Linked DNA regions of Mus musculus: region 2 is linked to region 1. A link is a contact called in public promoter capture Hi-C data. All regions are on one chromosome and are shown on one strand. Each heading gives the region's core, a stretch centred on a gene start, on an enhancer-like site or on the middle of the called end of the contact. The rest is flanking DNA. Distances are from core to core; before and after follow the strand shown. Region 1 has its middle 12 kb from the start of Gm32945. Region 2 holds the start of Myo7a (myosin VIIA).

What was found. Promoter capture Hi-C pulls out the DNA fragments that hold promoters and counts their contacts.
Region 2: a promoter capture Hi-C map of embryonic stem cells shows a contact between it and region 1, with 4 times the contacts expected there. The contact joins the promoter of Myo7a here to the enhancer-like site in region 1. A contact is called at or near these places in 18 of 39 promoter capture datasets (the 3T3-L1 cell line, 3T3-L1-derived adipocytes, the C10 cell line and 11 more), 1 of 15 datasets of contacts at CTCF or cohesin (large pre-B cells), 26 of 484 Hi-C or Micro-C datasets (B cells, the Ba/F3 cell line, CD4 T cells and 15 more), 4 of 115 datasets of contacts at active chromatin or transcription factors (embryonic basal ganglia, embryonic stem cells and pancreatic cancer cells) and 2 of 9 other capture datasets (embryonic stem cells and liver).

What each region holds. Positions count from the first base shown.
Region 1 is chr7:97,428,229-97,432,830 of GRCm38.p6, reverse strand. No RefSeq gene overlaps it. Among named protein-coding and RNA genes, the nearest start is that of Gm32945, 12 kb to the right of the region's middle. Within about 2 kb of position 2,825, at least 54 of the 459 cell types and tissues checked have an H3K27ac peak or open chromatin away from gene starts, as enhancers often do. A contact at or near this core is called in B cells, the N1E-115 cell line, embryonic stem cells and 1 more, where this site is marked.
Region 2 is chr7:98,116,906-98,121,507 of GRCm38.p6, reverse strand. Myo7a (myosin VIIA) reads left to right here and starts at 2,015. Exons shown (of 49, transcript NM_008663.2): 1 at 2,015-2,232; 2 at 3,733-3,792. The coding sequence starts at 3,775.

The DNA.
Region 1 (4,602 bases), core at 1,576-4,075:
GTTCAGGTTCTCAGACTCTACTTCCCAGAAGTAATTATCCCTAGCTGACACTGAAAAATTCCCCTAAAAGGGCCATAACACTATGGTTGCATGACTTATGCTCTGCTGTCTCAGTGCTCTGAAACTCCCCTGTTCACCACCCGTCCACCACCCCTCACCTCACTTAGGACCAATCAGCTTAAAGGTTAGTTGATAATACTGTCTAGTTAGCCAAAGTTTAGTACTCCACTCTTACCATCTGAACTTCTGAATCTGTTTTTTCTTATAAAAAGTCTGCCCTAAAAACATACTGGCATTGAAAGACTCCGAGAGGAGCCCCTCGCTCAGGCCTCAGGACAATAGCGGACACCCAAGAACTCACGACAGACCGAGCTTGTTGCAAACCACATGAGGCTTTATTCGGGGAAAGCCAGAGCTCTGGGGACGACTCATATCCCACGCAGGGGTAGAGGAGTCGTCCTCGAGGGGAAAGAGGTCCCAGTTTTTATAGGCCCTCAGGGGGGAAAGGAGAAGGGGGAGATTAGGGGATTTCCAGATCTAAACAATGTCTATTCTCAAGAAATGGGTATGGGAGGGGTACAAGGAAAGAGTCTAATGAAGGTGCAGCAATGGGCGCACACCTGGTCAGAACATTGGCAGACACACAGGTTCAAGGAGTGGCCAGAGCATTGTGCACCTCTATTTTTCTAAATCAGTGAAGCTAGTTCTGCTAACACTGACGTCTATCTTGCCAATTTCAGGGCTTCTGTGTCCTTTTATATTCTGCCAGGATCTTTCAGCATCACAATTAGGCTCCCAAGTCCTTTTTTGTGATCCTGATCAATCCGTCTTGGGGTGTGCATTCAATAAACTATTCTTGCTTGACTGAGATCGGTTCATTTGGTTTGTGTGACAATTCCTGAATGCCAGCAAATCAAAGGCAGACCATGGGCACAGGTCAAGTGAGTCCTTAGAACAGACAGAATGAATGTCCTATCTCAGAGGAAACAAGATTGGAACCCAACAGGAAGAATCCAGCAAAACTTTTACCTCCAGTCTCCTGCCCAAGCAAAGCATCATGGGAATTTCCTACACAGAAAAACTGCTTTCACACCCCTTGGCCACTCTGAGATGGGGCCCTGGACGAAATGGCTGACAGGGCTGGCTGGAGTCTTGGCAGATATAAAGAAGCGGGAGGGGCTGCTCCATTTCTACCAACATTGCACCTCAGAACAAGATGGCATACATTTCGCTGTCTGTAAATGACCTTGGTCATTTCACTTACAACTGTCCATAACTCCAAATTTAGGGATTCTGATGACCTTTTGTGGTCTCCATGGCACCCAGCATGGATGTGGCACTCAGACAGACAGACAGACAGATAAAACATTCATAAACATAAAAATAATTATATAATTATATAATTATATATATATATATATATATATAGAGAGAGAGAGAGAGAGAGAGAGAGAGAGAGAGAGACAAAGTCTCACTATGTAGCTCTGACATGTAAATCAGGCTGGCCTTAAACACACAGAGATCTTCCCGCCTCTACCTCTTGAGTGTTAGGATCAAAGGTGTGTGCCTCTACTCCAGGAGTACCCTTTTTTGTTGTTGTTGTTTTACAATTTTTAAAAAAATATTTCTGAAATCACAAGAATTACATCTTCTTCCTCCTTTCCTTCTCTCCCCAAATCTTCCCACAAACTCCTTTTGCTTTTCTTCTCAAATTCATGACCTCTATTGCTTTAATTGTTATGACATACATATACACTATATATACATATACATGAGTATATATGTACATATAAGAATATATGTATATATATATATTCCTAAATATAGAAATAAAAAGCTACATACATATATGTACACATATATTACATATATATAATATATGTATGCTTTCAGGGAGGCCCTCTTGTCTTTGGGTACCCAATATGGAGGCTCTTTCCTGGAGAAAACTAATTCTGCTGTTAGCTGTAATTCCTTTTCTGGGACTGAGGCTCCATGAGAGGCCCCTCTTCCATGTTAGCCAGTCTGTAATTGGTGTTGGTGTCCTCGTTCAGGTCTGGTTAGGTAGTCATGACAATGAAACTTCACGGGTGTTGCCTCTCTGACATTTCTAGGAGGCAAATATTCTTTTTTTTAAAGATGTATTTATTGTTATATGTAAGTACACTGTAGCTGTCTTCAGACACACCAGAAGAGGGTGTCAGATCTCCATGTGGTTGGTGGGATTTGAACTCAGAACCTTTGGAAGATCAGTCAGTGGGAAAATGTTCACAGCCAACTTCCTGGCTCTCTGTCTCCCACATTCTTCTCACCCTCTCCTCTGTTCTGAGTTCTCAGGGCAGGGGTTGTTGCATCTGTTGGGTTCAACAACACTGCCGAGTGTTCTCTGTGTTAGATCATCTGTGGGCTTTTGTAACGGTCTCCGTCTGTTGTAAGGAGACACTTCTTTGATGAGGATGAGACCTATGCTTTCTGTGGGTATAGGATAAATATGTAGAATGTAGTTAGGAATTACGCTGATTTTGTAAGAAGGTAGGTATAGGTTCTCCAAGAGCCATGATTCACTAGTCTGGGGCAGTTGACTAAGGAGCAGACATGATTTCCCTCATGTTGTATGGGCTTTAAGTCCAACTAGAGAACTCTCAGCCCCTGTTAAAGTATAGGTGCCACTATAGCGACCTTGCGGGTGCTGTGCTCATTGCTTTAATTCCCAGGCATCATAGCTGGGAAGAGCTATTGCTTGCTTCCTTAAACATTTTAAGCTGTCTGTTTTCACAGAGTTGGCAACCCAGGGTGCCCCGTGGCAGAAGCCTGACCTAGCTTACAGCTGATGACCCCTGCTGCTATGGCGACAGGCAGGTTTCTGGTGAATTCAATTACTAGGCTTCCACACTGAGAGCAGAGACCAGGAATTGGCCTCCTGCCAGAGACTTTGAGACTTTGAGAAAATTTACTTCACAAAGAAAGCTTGGCGGTGGGGGGTTGGGGAGGCTAGTAGGGAGGGAGCAATCTGGATTTTAGATGGTTAAAACCGTTTACCAAGGGTGGAACCGAAATTCAAGGTGACTCTAAATAGCATGGGGAATTGAGACTGGCACCACACCCTGTCACATGTTTATTCACTCAGAAAATTTGAATTGTACTGTTTTAAATGTTCATGTACACACACACACACACACACACACACACACACACACACACACACACACACACACACACACATGCACATTTATGTCCTTGTCTGGTATCATAGGGCTTTTCTTGCACTCTGGAAGGTCTTTCTCTTTTTTGTCTTTGTTTTTGTCCCAGCCTTCCCAGTGCTGTGCTGCTAGGTGTGGGCCACCATACCTGGTTTGCAGTATCCTTTCCCCCAAGCACTGTGAATGGAAACCGAGGATTCACACCTACCAAATGTATCAACATTTTAATTTTGATTGTTTTTAATTGAGTGCGTGTGTCCATGGGTGTCTTTGGGTGCTCCAGGAGGCTAGAAGTGTAAGATCCTGAGCAGGTAGGGTTAGAGGCAGTTGTGAACTCCTGGATCTTGGTGATGGGAACTGAACTCTGATCTTCTGCGAGAGCAATGCACTCTCCCCTCCCCCGACCTTCCAACCCCCACCCCCGCTAAAACAGGGTTTCTCTGTGTAGCCCTGGCTGTCCTGGAATTCACTCTGTAGACCAGGCTGGCTTTGAACTCACAAAGATCTACCTCTGTCTCTTGAGTGCTGGGATTAAAGGCAGGCACTACTATGCCTAACCTCCTTATTTTTATTTTTATTTACATTTTAAAAAATATTTATTTTGGGCTAGAAAAATAGATTATTGATTAAGAGCAAGTCCTGCTCTTCCAGTGGATCTGATTTCCAACACCCTGATCGGAGACTCACAACAACCTGTAATTCCAGTTCCAGGGGAGATGAGGACTCCTAGAACACTTGCATTCACAAGTACATACCCTCCCCCCATACACACACATACACACATATACACTCATACACATATACACATATACACACATAGACAAATATGCATATATACACACACATATATATACTCATACACATATACATATACACATATACACTCACACACATTCACACACATATATACACTGTATATTTACACACACATACACACATATACACTCACACTATACACATATATACTCACACACATATAAACTTACATACATGTACCATACACAAATACATACACAAACACACATATATACTCACATATATACATATACATACATATAACCCACACACATATATGCTCACACATGTACATATATATGTACACATATACATTTATACACGCATACATACAAACATTCACACACAGTTTTAAAATAAATATTTTTATATTTCTGTATGTGGCATGTGCCCACTGTGCACTTGTGTGAGCACAGAAGACAGAGTCTAATGTCAATATCCTCCTAGATTCACTCTCCATCTTTATCTTAGTTTCTGAGATAAGGTTTCAAATGGCTCGGGCTGGCCTTGAATTCACTATGCAGTACAGGATGACCCTGAGCTCCTGGCTCTCTTGCCTCCACTTCCAAAGCCCTGGCATTGCTAACACATGCCTCTGGGTGCCAGGGAC
Region 2 (4,602 bases), core at 766-3,265, 690 kb before region 1:
AAGACAGAGGGCACAATGGGTAGCTGACCTCTGGTCAGAAGGATGAGCAAGGAAGGCCTTGGGAATCACAGATAAAAGCTGGCCTTGCTGGTTACCTAGTGAGTCAGAGCCCAGCTCTGTGGAATCCTTCAGGTTCCCTGCTTCCAGTCAGTGTGGGGCTGGCTTTGCTGAGCTCTGCCCATCTCAGGCCCTGGGGACATGGGGGCACACAGTTCCTGCTCTGCAGCAGCCTTCCAGCAACTGGGGAAAATGTACAAATCATGTCTGATCGAAGTACTGTAGTGTCCTTGATAAGCAGTGTCCCTAGGAGCTGACTCTTAGTCTCTGAGTTCAAGATCTGTGCCCTGTTCTAGTGGAGAGGAGAGACTTACATGCAGGCCACAGACGGAGGTGGCAGAGCAGAGATCCTGGGAAGGTGCGGTAGCTAGAGCTAGGAATTTATGGGCAGGGCCACGGGTAGAAGCTGGGTCGGGTTGTGGAAAACGAAATGATGGAATACGACGATAGATTGGATTTGAAGGGGCGAGGGTTGTATGAACTAAGACCAGTTCTGCAGTGGTTCAGATGTGGTGCCCTTAAGAGGCTCAGGTGCCAGAAACCAGTGCCCCTTCTGGATAGGGCAGAAAACAGGCAGAACCTGGAGAGGTACGGTGGAGCATGAGGTGGTAAGGACACACACCATCTCAGGTGGTTTGTTTTGGGGAAAACAAGCATGGATTTCTAGGTTTCTCCGATCGGGTGACCTGCTTAGCCGAGTTTGGGTGCTGAGGAAATGTCTCCGTTATGGTTCTGAGACCACTTTCTCACCCACCCACTGCCTTCCCAGCATGCACCTCAGCCTCAACGAAGCACACCTGCCCCAGTTGCCGCCTTGTCGATTGGGCTCTGGATGCTCCAACCTGTGTCTCTCCCACTCTGTGTAGGCTCATGCTACTCACCTGACTCATAAGTATCAGTTTCGTAGGTGAAGGCTGCGTTGGGTGCAAGTCAACCTTGGACCCTGGTCTCACTGTGGCACCCTGGTATGAGGAAGTTGACCGGCTTTTCCTTAGTCTTGTAGCAGTTGGCTGTGCCCAGCAGGTGGCACCATTGCACCATTGATTCTCCCCACTCCATACCACTATAGATTCCACCCCACCCTATTCCCCTCCCCACCTTAACCCACCCACCCCCACCGAAAAGCAGCTTTCCTGAGTAGATGTCCCAGCTGGCAAGTGTGGGCAGAAGAAGGGGCCAGGTCTCAGGAGGAGGAGGAGGAGGAGGAGGAGGAGGAAGAGGAAGAGGAGTCCTTCAGCCTCCTTCCTCATCTACCATGATGAGTATTTGTGTCCTGTTCATTCCCACCCACTCCCTTTTTTAAATCACACATTTAAATCACACACACACACACACACACACACACACACACACACACACACACACACCGGGTAAGTCTGTCCTGCGTGAGGTGGCTCCTACTCAGGTGGCTTTGCAAACTGTCTGGATAACAGCACACTCAAGACTCCTAGGACAGGCTGTGGGGGCCAGTTGTAGAGCCTGGGGGTGGGGTGCATCTTGGGGAGTCCTGGTTTGGATGTTGTGTCCAGCCAAGGCTCCAGGTATTGCCAAGCCTGCTCATTTATATGGTCTCTAGTAGTGCCCTGACGAGGGAAGCTGGGTGAGCAGGGGAGGCTACTGGGAACTGAGACCCAGCAAAATCATGAGGAAGATGGGACGTGATCAGGTGTCCTAACCATGCAGAGATGGCAGGTAGTAACACATGTGACAAGAGACCCTGAGGTCCTGATGGTTGGCCCCAGGCCCGAGGTTCCCACTGGCCAGCAGTGCCCCCTGGAGCTTCTATGCCTTGCATCCCTGCTGGTTAGCTTTACACAGCACCTTGGGCAACCTCTAGACGTTAGTCAGCAGCCCCAGCACAGCCCGCCCCTCATGCTGATGTCACCACATCCAGACCTTCGAGGCCCCCAGGGCTCCGCCTCCTGGGAGAAGGCTTTGGAGGGAGAGGGCGGGTGGCAGTGCAGGCTGGACAGCTGCCCTGAACAGAAAGAAAGAGTGACCCAGGGAGACAAGAAACAGAGTAGCCCAAGGGAAGCCCACAGCAGCAGCAGATCAAGGCTCAAGCTGGAGCTGAAAATTTGCAGGCTCCAGCCTCAGCTTCCAGAGTCCTCCTGACCTGTGACCCCTGGCTCCTGGCTGGGAGGTGGTGACTCGGAGGGTGTGGATAAAACCCAGGTAAGGATGGGCTGCCCTGGCTGGAACTTTTGGACTGGGGAGGAGTTACAGGCTGGGGCCTCCTCTGGAGCCTCTGCCCTTAGGTTCCTGGGACTGGACTCCCCTGAACCTACAGGGGCCTTGCCACCATAGGCATGGAAAGAAAATGCCCCGAGCCGTGCACATGGAGGCTTATGCCCTAGATGAGGGAATAGCTGAAGAGCACAGGGCCTGTGGAGTTGTTTCCGGGTTGGAGCTGGGTCAGGGGTATCCAGAGGCAGGGGTGAAAGATGGGAGTGGAGGCTGGGGGGGCAAGTGTGGATGCCTCTCTCTGCTTGGTCTTTTGGTCATCTCCCTGATAATCTATCTCTCCTTGCACACGTTGTTTCTTCTTTGTGTGCCTTACATTCTCTATCCGTGACCCAAGAACATGAAGGTTACCATCTGGGGTTGCCCAGGGGTCAAGGTAAAATCAGTTGTGGGTCTAGGGAAAAAAACAAAACAAAACAAAAAACTATGGTTCTTTGTTCTCAATTTGAAAAGCAACAGTCTTACACACTAGTCTAGTCTGGGATGGAGAGGTAGAGCCTCATGCATGGGGTAGAAGAGACCTGAGCTTTTCCATGGGTCTTCAGCTCTACCCTCCAAGTCTACAGTCCCAGTCTGTCCTGCAGCCTTGTACCAGCATGAGTGAGGCAGGGGCCAGGCAGCCTCTTCAGACGCCAGCTCTCATAACTACTGCTGCTGCCTTTGGGATTATCCCCCTGCCAGGACCCCAGCGTGGTGTAGGTCTCCCGAAGGACCATATGCCCATAGAGACCCAGGGCGTGGGGTCAGGGCTCAGGTGTCAGGCAGTGTCGTGGGCAGAGGATCAGATGTCCCAGTGCCTCTGAATGGACCCTTGTGAAAACTTAATGCTCACTCGAGGGGCAGGCCAGGCAGGGATGGAGGGGCCTCACACCAAGACCTATGGGCTGGGGCTGCTTCTGGTGACCACACTCGAGGCAGCAAATCCATCTCGAGCCTATTCCTGGGTCCAGCTCTGTGCTGGATGAGGTAAGAGATGAGGGCCACGAACAGGTGTTAGATCATTCTGCCATGTGTCCTAAAACTCCTAAAGCAGTCCTGAACCAGGAGCAGAGTCCAAATCTTACTTAGTGCCAAGTCTTCCCTGCCCTGCTGTGTGACCTTGGGTAAGAGATAGTCCTTCTCTGAACTTTGGGCAGCCTCAGGACATTAGTCCCTGTCCCAGCACAGCCCACCCCTCACGCTGATGTCTGGTACAGGGCTGACTACACTCCTTTCAAAGCCCTTTGGGATGACGAGGGCAGCTTTGGGCAGTGGAGGTGGTGACGGTAACTGAGGCTCTGGTCACATAGACTGAGCTTTAATCAGAAGGATGGAAACCAAGAAAGATTTCCGTGAGGGAGGAGGGGTAGGGGTGGGGTTGGGGAGGAGTCTAGGTGGCCCTGCAGATCCAAGCTGCCTGGGCTCAGGGCGTGCCATGGTCTCTTCCCACAGAGCTGTGTCTGGTCACTCCGGCAGGTGTGCTGACGTAGAAGCATGGTTATTCTGCAGAAGGTGAGTGCGTCTCCTCTCTCTCAGAGCTGCAGAGGGCCATGCTGGGTACCTCACATCCCACCCTGCATGTCCTCCTCTCTATGTGCTTAGCCATTGGAAACGGATTCCAGTTCTTCCTCTTGGCAAACTCCTACTTAGTCTTCAGAACCCAGCCGTGAGAATTCCCACCTCTGCCACCACGGCTTCTTTGGTTGCTGACACGTGTCTCTGGGCAGGAGTGATGATTCATCCCCCAGTCCCAGACATTCCAGACAGAGGAAGCACATGCAACGGCCCCAGTGTAGAAGGTCTTTGGGGAAGCAGTTAGCAAGTTTGCTTAGGGGGGACCTGGGCAGAAGTGAGTCAGGGTGACAGGGCCCAAGCTGGAGCTCCCCAGGGAAGAGGCACAGGTGCTGCCCATCAGCTGAGCCTTCCAGGCCCCCTACTCCCCAGAGCCATTCTGGTCTCTGACCCTCAGCCCTTCCCCGTGATCAGCCTGAGACTCATGAACTTCTTGGTCTCCAATGTGGGAGCCAGGAATGTAGGCAGTGCGCCAGATGGGCCGGGCACAGAGCCTTTGGGCTGAGAAGCCGGGTGCTACTGGGGCTCAGCCACGAGTTTCCTGTTGTCTCAGGCTATGAGAGGCCAACGGAGCAGCCTGGCTGGAAACCCCAAGGCTGCACAGGGCCCATGTGTTAAAGGCAGGCTATAGCTCTAGATCAGGAAAAAATTCAGGGACTGAAAGCTTGCTTGATGGCCCATCAGAGAAAGCCAAAGCCAGGCTAAAAGGGGCTGATGGGTGGTGATTCACACAGACACCCCCCAGAAGGA